Regions from separate parts of the Zea mays genome. Here region 1 is linked to region 2. A link is a contact called in public Hi-C data. All regions are on one chromosome and are shown on one strand. The core of a region is the stretch at or near the end of the contact, and the rest is flanking DNA. Distances in the headings are between cores, read along the strand shown.

What was found. A called contact is a pair of places that touch in the nucleus more often than the background predicts.
Region 1: a Hi-C map of bundle sheath shows a contact between it and region 2, with 4 times the contacts expected there. The contact joins the promoter of LOC103650947 here to the promoter of LOC100281060 in region 2. A contact is called at or near these places in 7 of 25 Hi-C or Micro-C datasets (bundle sheath, endosperm, leaf and 2 more) and 2 of 3 datasets of contacts at active chromatin or transcription factors (leaf and seedling).

What each region holds. Positions count from the first base shown.
Region 1 is chr3:178,759,285-178,763,037 of Zm-B73-REFERENCE-NAM-5.0, reverse strand. LOC103650947 (3-phosphoinositide-dependent protein kinase 2-like) reads right to left here and starts at 1,847. Exons shown (of 11, transcript NM_001301543.1): 1 at 1,226-1,847; 2 at 938-1,118; 3 at 772-824; 4 at 587-688; 5 at 387-492; 6 at 220-298. The coding sequence starts at 1,435.
Region 2 is chr3:178,519,575-178,522,974 of Zm-B73-REFERENCE-NAM-5.0, reverse strand. LOC100281060 (amidophosphoribosyltransferase) reads right to left here and starts at 1,790. Exons shown (of 1, transcript NM_001153979.2): 1 at 1-1,790. The coding sequence starts at 1,729. The coding sequence ends at 95.

The sequences.
Region 1 (3,753 bases), core at 598-3,097, 240 kb before region 2:
GCTGCTGGAAGTGAGGACTATGCAGTCTGAATATCTCATGTATCTAGTGTAGTCAATAATAGTGTGATGCTGATTCTTAATAATCCAGTAAATAACTCACGCAGATATAAAAACATAGATAAATGTATGGTAAATGAAGAATTTGAGTATACGATGGAAAAACAGATCTTCCTACTAGTAATTATTTCTTGCGTATTTACCAGATGTAGGTTTACTCACCCAAAGGTTGCTGGGGCAGAGTTCAGGACCTCAGGTGGTACATATGCAGCGGTTCCAACAAATGTACAGGCCCTTTCAGCTGTACATAAATGTTGGCAAAACGAGAATTATAAAGCAGGATATTCAAAATTCTATCGTGATTGAGAGTAGCTTATGCTTTTTCTTACTAGTTGAATTTGGGAGAACTTTGATAGGAGTATCCCTTGTAGGCTTCACACTACCAAAGTCAGCAATCTTGATGTGCCCATCAGAAGTAAGCAGTAGATTTTCTGGCTGAAAGACCAATGCAGTCCTTGTCAAATAGCAAATATGACATAAACATACTGTGTCATGGGCAACTCCATCTTGATTTTCATTTCACACTCACCTTGACATCCCGATGAATTAGGCCAAGGCCATGCAAGTACTCCAATATATCAACAATTTCAGCAGCATAGAACCGTGCATCGTCCTCAGAGAGCCGACCTTTCTGCAACCGAATTATAAGCACAAGAAACAAAGGCAGGACAGAAATGAATCACACTGTTAGCAGCTGGACACTAACACACTAACCCGAACAATTTGGTCGAATAACTCCCCGCCTTCGCACGACTCGAGCGCCATGTCTGCACGGCAAAAGAGACATAGTATTGACCCGAGGGCGGCATTACTTTACAATCAAATTACTAGCTCTTCATCGTTAGTTCTGACTACTGCTGGTTGATTGAGGGGCACTAACAGAGGGAGTATGTGTCCTGGAAAGTGAAGAAGAGCCTGATGACGCCAGGGTGGTCGAGCTGGTCGAGTACAATACGCTCCATCTTGACGTAGGAGATCTTGTTCTCCTTGGTGATGAACTTCTTGTCCATGATCTTAAGCGCGTAGACGCGACCAGTGTCCTTCTTCTTGGCCCGCACCACCTGTCATTTTTTTTTTCATCGTCCCGCCTCGGTGAATAAATCGTCCCACGATCCACGCGGCCGCGCAGGCCATGGCACACCCATGCAGTGAGTAGCAGTAAGAGAACCTTGGAGTACGAGCCGACGCCGTAGATCTTGCCGAGTACGAAGTCGTCGGCGGTGAACTGCTCCTGCGGCGCGCGGAAGGCGATCCCCCCAGCGGCGGTGGGGGAGGATGAGGCGGCGGCGGCAGGCGTGGCCGGGGAGGGCGAATGCGCGAGGCGCAGCCTGGCGGCGAAGTCCCGCTCCATGCTGTCGTCGTCGCCGCCGACCGCCATGGAGCGATGCGCGGGCGGTATATCTATAGGAGGAGGCGGGCGCGGGGACCGAGGAAGAAGGCGGGGAGGAGGCGGCGCGGCCTCCGATGGCGGAGGCGGTCAACGGGTGGAACCATCGGATTCGGCTTCGAGGGGTGGGAAAGCCAAGCGGGAGGAATCGATGGGACTGCGACGGCCGCAGGCCGCAGCCTTTGGGGTCGGGCCTCGGGGACTCGCTGGGGCCTCGGCGCAGCCGCAGCGGCAGCGGCAGCGGCGCTGAAGGAACGGAACGGGGCGGGGGAACGGAATCCAATCGAATCACGCGACGCGAGGGGAATGAATGAATGAATGAGAATGAGCGGGCGATCAGAGATGGAGGGGTGCGGCCGGCGAGGTTTGCTTTCCTCTTGGTTCCTCTGCTGCTGTTGTTGTCTTGCGATTGTCTCGTGTGCTTTGGACCTTTGGTCGGGTGTGTGTAATCGAATGATGGAAGGATGGGGATGAACGGGGCTCATTCACGCCTTTTTTGTGACCGCCTTTTTTGTGACCTTGTTTAAAATTAGTTAAATTCCAGTTTGGTTGGCTTTAATTCTTACAGATTTCTACAGTATTTTTATCTTTATTGATTACAGTTGCAGCAGTTTAAATAAATAGCTTTAATCCGAAACGCATCTCCACTCTTTCCAACATTTTTTCCTCCAACATTCTTCCAATACCTCCTTTTCTATTATCATTTTTTTCACATCTCCCCATGAATAAAACGAGTTATACATTCTTAGTAGCCGGATAGCGTCAGCAGTATCATGGAACATTTTGCCAGGACGCAACCCCAATCAAGCTACCGAGGAGACCAAGATGGTTGGGCATAAGACTGACGACGGAACCTAAAGATAAGATACTCTTTGGACCACAGAAGCCAAACTATGTATACAAGCAATCCCAATCGAGCTACCGAGGAGACCATGATGGTTGGGAAAAAGGTTGACGATGGAACCTAAAGAAGACAAGGTACTCTTTGGCCGAGTTGTATAGACATTGGAAAGTCCACTGTAAACGGGGCCATCTAAAAGTCCACGAAGCTCGAATATCTCGAAGATATTAAGCTTGCACGCTCATACCTGGACGGTAAAGACAAAACACTCTATTCTAGAATGATGATGTGGTGGTTTTCAAGAGCTTCTTCTAAGGGCATGTACAACCTAGACACTATTGCACGGTACTCGAAGTATAAGACACAACTAAAACACAACATAATATAGTGGGCATGTCCAAAACATGTGTCTTACCATATTCATTGTACCAATCAGAGTATTCAATAAATTAAAGTGACCAATCAGCTAGTATCATGTCTCGAACATAGAGCTAAGACATTGTGTCTTCGTCAAGATACATGTCTTGAGTTTTTTTACATTCACCCCCTTAGACACACTCGAAGACACAACTCAAGACACCCATTGTACATGCCCTAAGCAGGGCTCTGGTTCCTGGTTCATCCGATGGTAATTGAGGTGCTAAAGAAATACAAAATTTACTTCCACCAGATGACTCCAAGTGCTATAATGAGAATTGGGGTTTTCATTTGGTCTATTTGGAGCTAGTTAGTGAAGCCAACTCGAAGTGCTTATGTCGCTTGCATGAGTTGCATTACCAAACAATGATCCACGAGAAAGAGAGCCTATAGAACAATTTTGGCTGCTACAACTTTCAATACTGGTAAGACTCCCTGTCACTGGAATTGGCCTACCAAAGCAAGTGACTGAATGGTTGGATAAAAGGAGTAGTTTTATGACAAGGTTAATTTCACAAAGCAGTTGGTGATGAAAGAGCTAATCATACACGCCCACTAAGTTCCTCCTTTGGCCTTAATGGGCCACTCTACAACCTTAGTGGCAAGCACAAACATTGACGATCACTTACAATACAATCTGCGAGCATGTGCACACATTGGATCTAGTTGAAGAACACATGTCATATCGAGTGTTTCCCATAAAGGAAGGATTCACCATGCCAAAACCGAAGGATGAAGAAGAGGCCATAAAGATTGCCAAGCGTGAATTGATCATGCTACCAAACGAATTCAAGCGCTTTGGAAAATTCAACAAATATTACAAATAATGGCTTGCTATGATTAAAGTTTTGGCCAACAAAATTATTAGGACTTCATTACTAAGGAAGATCAGTTGTTGACTGAAACATTCCACAAACGAGTGAAGTGAAGTTAGTGTTAGTGAAAGCTAAAACCAAGTTAGTATGACTAGAGATGGAGAGATGAGAACTCTTCACTTGATTGATCCTTTGAAATATGTATCAAACTTAGGAGCAATAATACAAGTGAATAT
Region 2 (3,400 bases), core at 541-3,040:
TGCATTTGCAAAGGCAAAAATGCTATGCCCAAAATTGAGTCTAGATTCTATGGTAATAGTAAGCATGCAGAGTATAGATCCACTCCCCTTCTTGTTAGTCTTCGAAGGCAGACACCAGCTCCGGGACTGGCTCCGGCACTGTGGGCAGCACCGGGTAGTTCCGTGAGAAGCAGGCGTCACAGAACTCATGTGCTTCATTGCCGTAGATGCTGTGGAGCTTGTCGAGAGAGAGGAAGGCGAGCGAGTCGCAGCCAATGGTCCTCCTCACACCCTCGAGGTCCATCCTGTTGGATATCAGCTCGCCTTCGCTCGGCGTGTCGATGCCGTAGAGGCAGGACCCGACGACTGGGGGGCTGGAGATGCGCATGTGCACCTCGCGCGCGCCGGCATCGCGGAGCAGGCGCACAATCTTGCTAGAGGTGGTGCCGCGCACGAGCGAGTCGTCGACGACGACCACGCTCTTGCCGGTAATGACGCCGCGCACGGGCGCGAGTTTGAGCTTGACGGCAAGGTCACGGATTGCCTGCGATGGCTGTATGAAGCTGCGGCCGCTGTAGTGCCACCGGATAAGACCTTGCTGGAACTCGAGTCCCGACGCCTGCGCGAAGCCGAGCGCCGCATAGAACCCCGAGTCAGGCACGGGGATGACGACGTCCGCGGTCGGGGCGGGCGACTCCTCGGCGAGCGCGCGGCCGTACGCGGTGCGGCGCTCGTGGACGGCGTGCCCAAACACGACGGAGTTGGGAAGGGCGAAGTAGATGTGCTCGAACACGCATGACTTGCGCGGGCGATGTGGGACGAGGCAGGCGTAGGACACCGACATGTCGCGGCGGTCCACGACCACCACCTCCCCGGGCTCCACCTCGCGCTCATAGGTGGCGTCGATGAGGTCGAGCGCGCAGGTCTCTGACGAGAACACCACGGCGCCGTTGGGGCGTCGGCCCATCACCAGGGGCCGGAAGCCGAACGGATCGCGCACGGCAAAAAGCTTGTCGGCAGTCATGAACAACAGCGAGTACGCACCGGCGAGGCGCTCGCAGGCGTCGCAGATGCGCGAGAGCAGCGGGCGCGAGAGCGAGGTTGAGATGAGGTGCAGGATGACCTCCGTGTCCGACGAGGTGTTGAAGATGGAACCCTGCGCCTCGAGTTTGTTGCGCAGCGCCTGGTAGTTCACGAGGTTGCCGTTGTGTGCCACAGCCAACTGCCCGAATCGGTACGCGGCGAGGAACGGTTGTACGTTGCGCCTCGAAGAGGCGCCGGCGGTTGAGTAGCGCACGTGGCCGATGGCGGCGTTTCCGGGGAGCTTGGCGAGGCGCGCCGGATCGCGGAAAACGTCCCCGACAAGACCCAGGTCCGTCACTGAATTGAGCTTGCCGTCGGCGTCCGACGCAACGATGCCCGCGCCCTCCTCCCCGCGGTGCTGCAGCTTCTGCAGGCCGAGGTAGCAGAGCGACGACGCGTCTGGGTCGCCAATGACTCCGAACACGCCGCACTCCTCTCGGGGATGGTCGTCGCCGTCCGCGTCGAAGGAAAACGGCGTGACGCGGTCAGGGAGCAGAGCTCGCGCCGGAGCGAGACCCGCGGCGCGGTGCCGCAGCTCGAACTGCGAGGGCTTGATGGAGCATTTGAGCTGGGAGTTGTGTCTTGTGGTAGGCGCCGCAGAGGCTCGGCGGCGGAGGGGAGAGGAAGGCGTGGAGGCCGTCGCGGCGGCGGCGGCTGTGGCGGCCATGCGTGGTGCGGGGCGGTTCGGGAGTTTGGGCCTTTGGGGGCAGGTGAGGCCTGCTTCCAACTTCCAAGGATGCCCTCCCGAACGCACGTGAAGGGGCAGGATTTAAGCATGCGGGCGGGCGTGTGGACCGTGGGATCTGTATTTCGACTTTCGAGTCCAAGGCGGTCTGCACCGTATCCCTCCTCCATACCATACGTGTTATTTACTCCTCTCCAATTTATATCTCATTTTTTAAAAGCGTATCCTATCCCATCTTCTATACATCGAAGCTTGTTTATACTGCCTCAGATTTGGTTAATTCGGTTTTTGGTTTTAAATCGAAATTATAGAATCATGTCATTATCGCAATATCATAAGTTGTGAGTGGATATTATATCAACACAATTAAACAATAGAACATATACTTTAAATGTATCATATATATATAGTTACGGAGGCAAAGAACCATTAGCTATAGAATTATATATTAATATATATTGTTTTATAGAGATTCAGATATAAACGTAAAAAGTTAACTGCTCGAGAGGGAGACATGCATTTTTTTCCGGAACGGTTGAATCTGCAGATTTGGACAGCAGTAAATCACGCCTGGAAATTTGCTAATACAAGTAAGTACATAAAAATGCATTCAAAACACGGAATTAAAATGCCATGCGTGTATATACTAGTAGGATAAGAATGATAAAGTCGAGTTAAAACTTTCTCTTAGCTCGGTGTTTGGTTCCTAGGATTTCTAATGGCAACACCCAAGACCCAGGCAGCCGTCGTGTTCGAGAAAAATCGTGTCTTTGTGTTTAGTGTACTTGCGTACGTTTTGTCAGACCCCGTTTGGAATGGAGATTTATTTCTATATTTTTAATAGAATTAAATTGCATCCTATATAATTTTTTTTTGCGTTCGAAACAAGAACATCAATATTGACTACAAAGGACGCAGCCACTGGAGATCCTGATCCCCGCGATTCCATTCCATGAGCGCTGACGCCTGACGAGTGAGTGGAGTAGTAGGAGTCGCATTTCTTTTCCTTGTGTGAGGTGAGGCCGCCTTCACGCTTTCCAATTCCGGATGGCTACTCCTGTGGTGGCCGTTGGGCTCGAGGCGGCAGGCCCACCAGGCACTGAGCCGACTTGATTGCAGGAATCAGGTCTGCAGCCTGCAGGTGGTCCCAGCCAAGTGGACGTGGTGGGCCATGGTGCTGCTTTCACGCAAATAAAGGCCGGCCCCGCCGACGCCGATCGATTTCCCGGCGGATGATGATACTAGGCCGAGCAGGATACGGGCCATACGTACGTACGGCCCACAAAAGAAACGTAGAATGGCTATTCGACTCGCGTACACCCGTAAACCGCGGAAGAACTAGCTTCGCCATCCAATCCAAGTCACAACTCAGGTCAGGTCGTCAGGAGTCGTCCTTGAAAGGGCATCAGCCAGCCGCAGCTGTGTGTGTGGATAAGACGAGAGCTCTGCAGCAACGTGTTGGTAGTTTTGTGAACGGCAGTCACGGTCGAATCTAAACCTCTAGCCGACTAGCCGAGGCACAGAATCTTACCCGTGTTCTGGTCTTCTGGACCGCGGGCAAGTCGGCCCGGTCCTTGCCTCCTTGGCGCGTTGCGTCTCGGCATTCGCTGTTCCCCATTCGCCTCCTCCCATCGTCCTCCACCCCCACCCCAC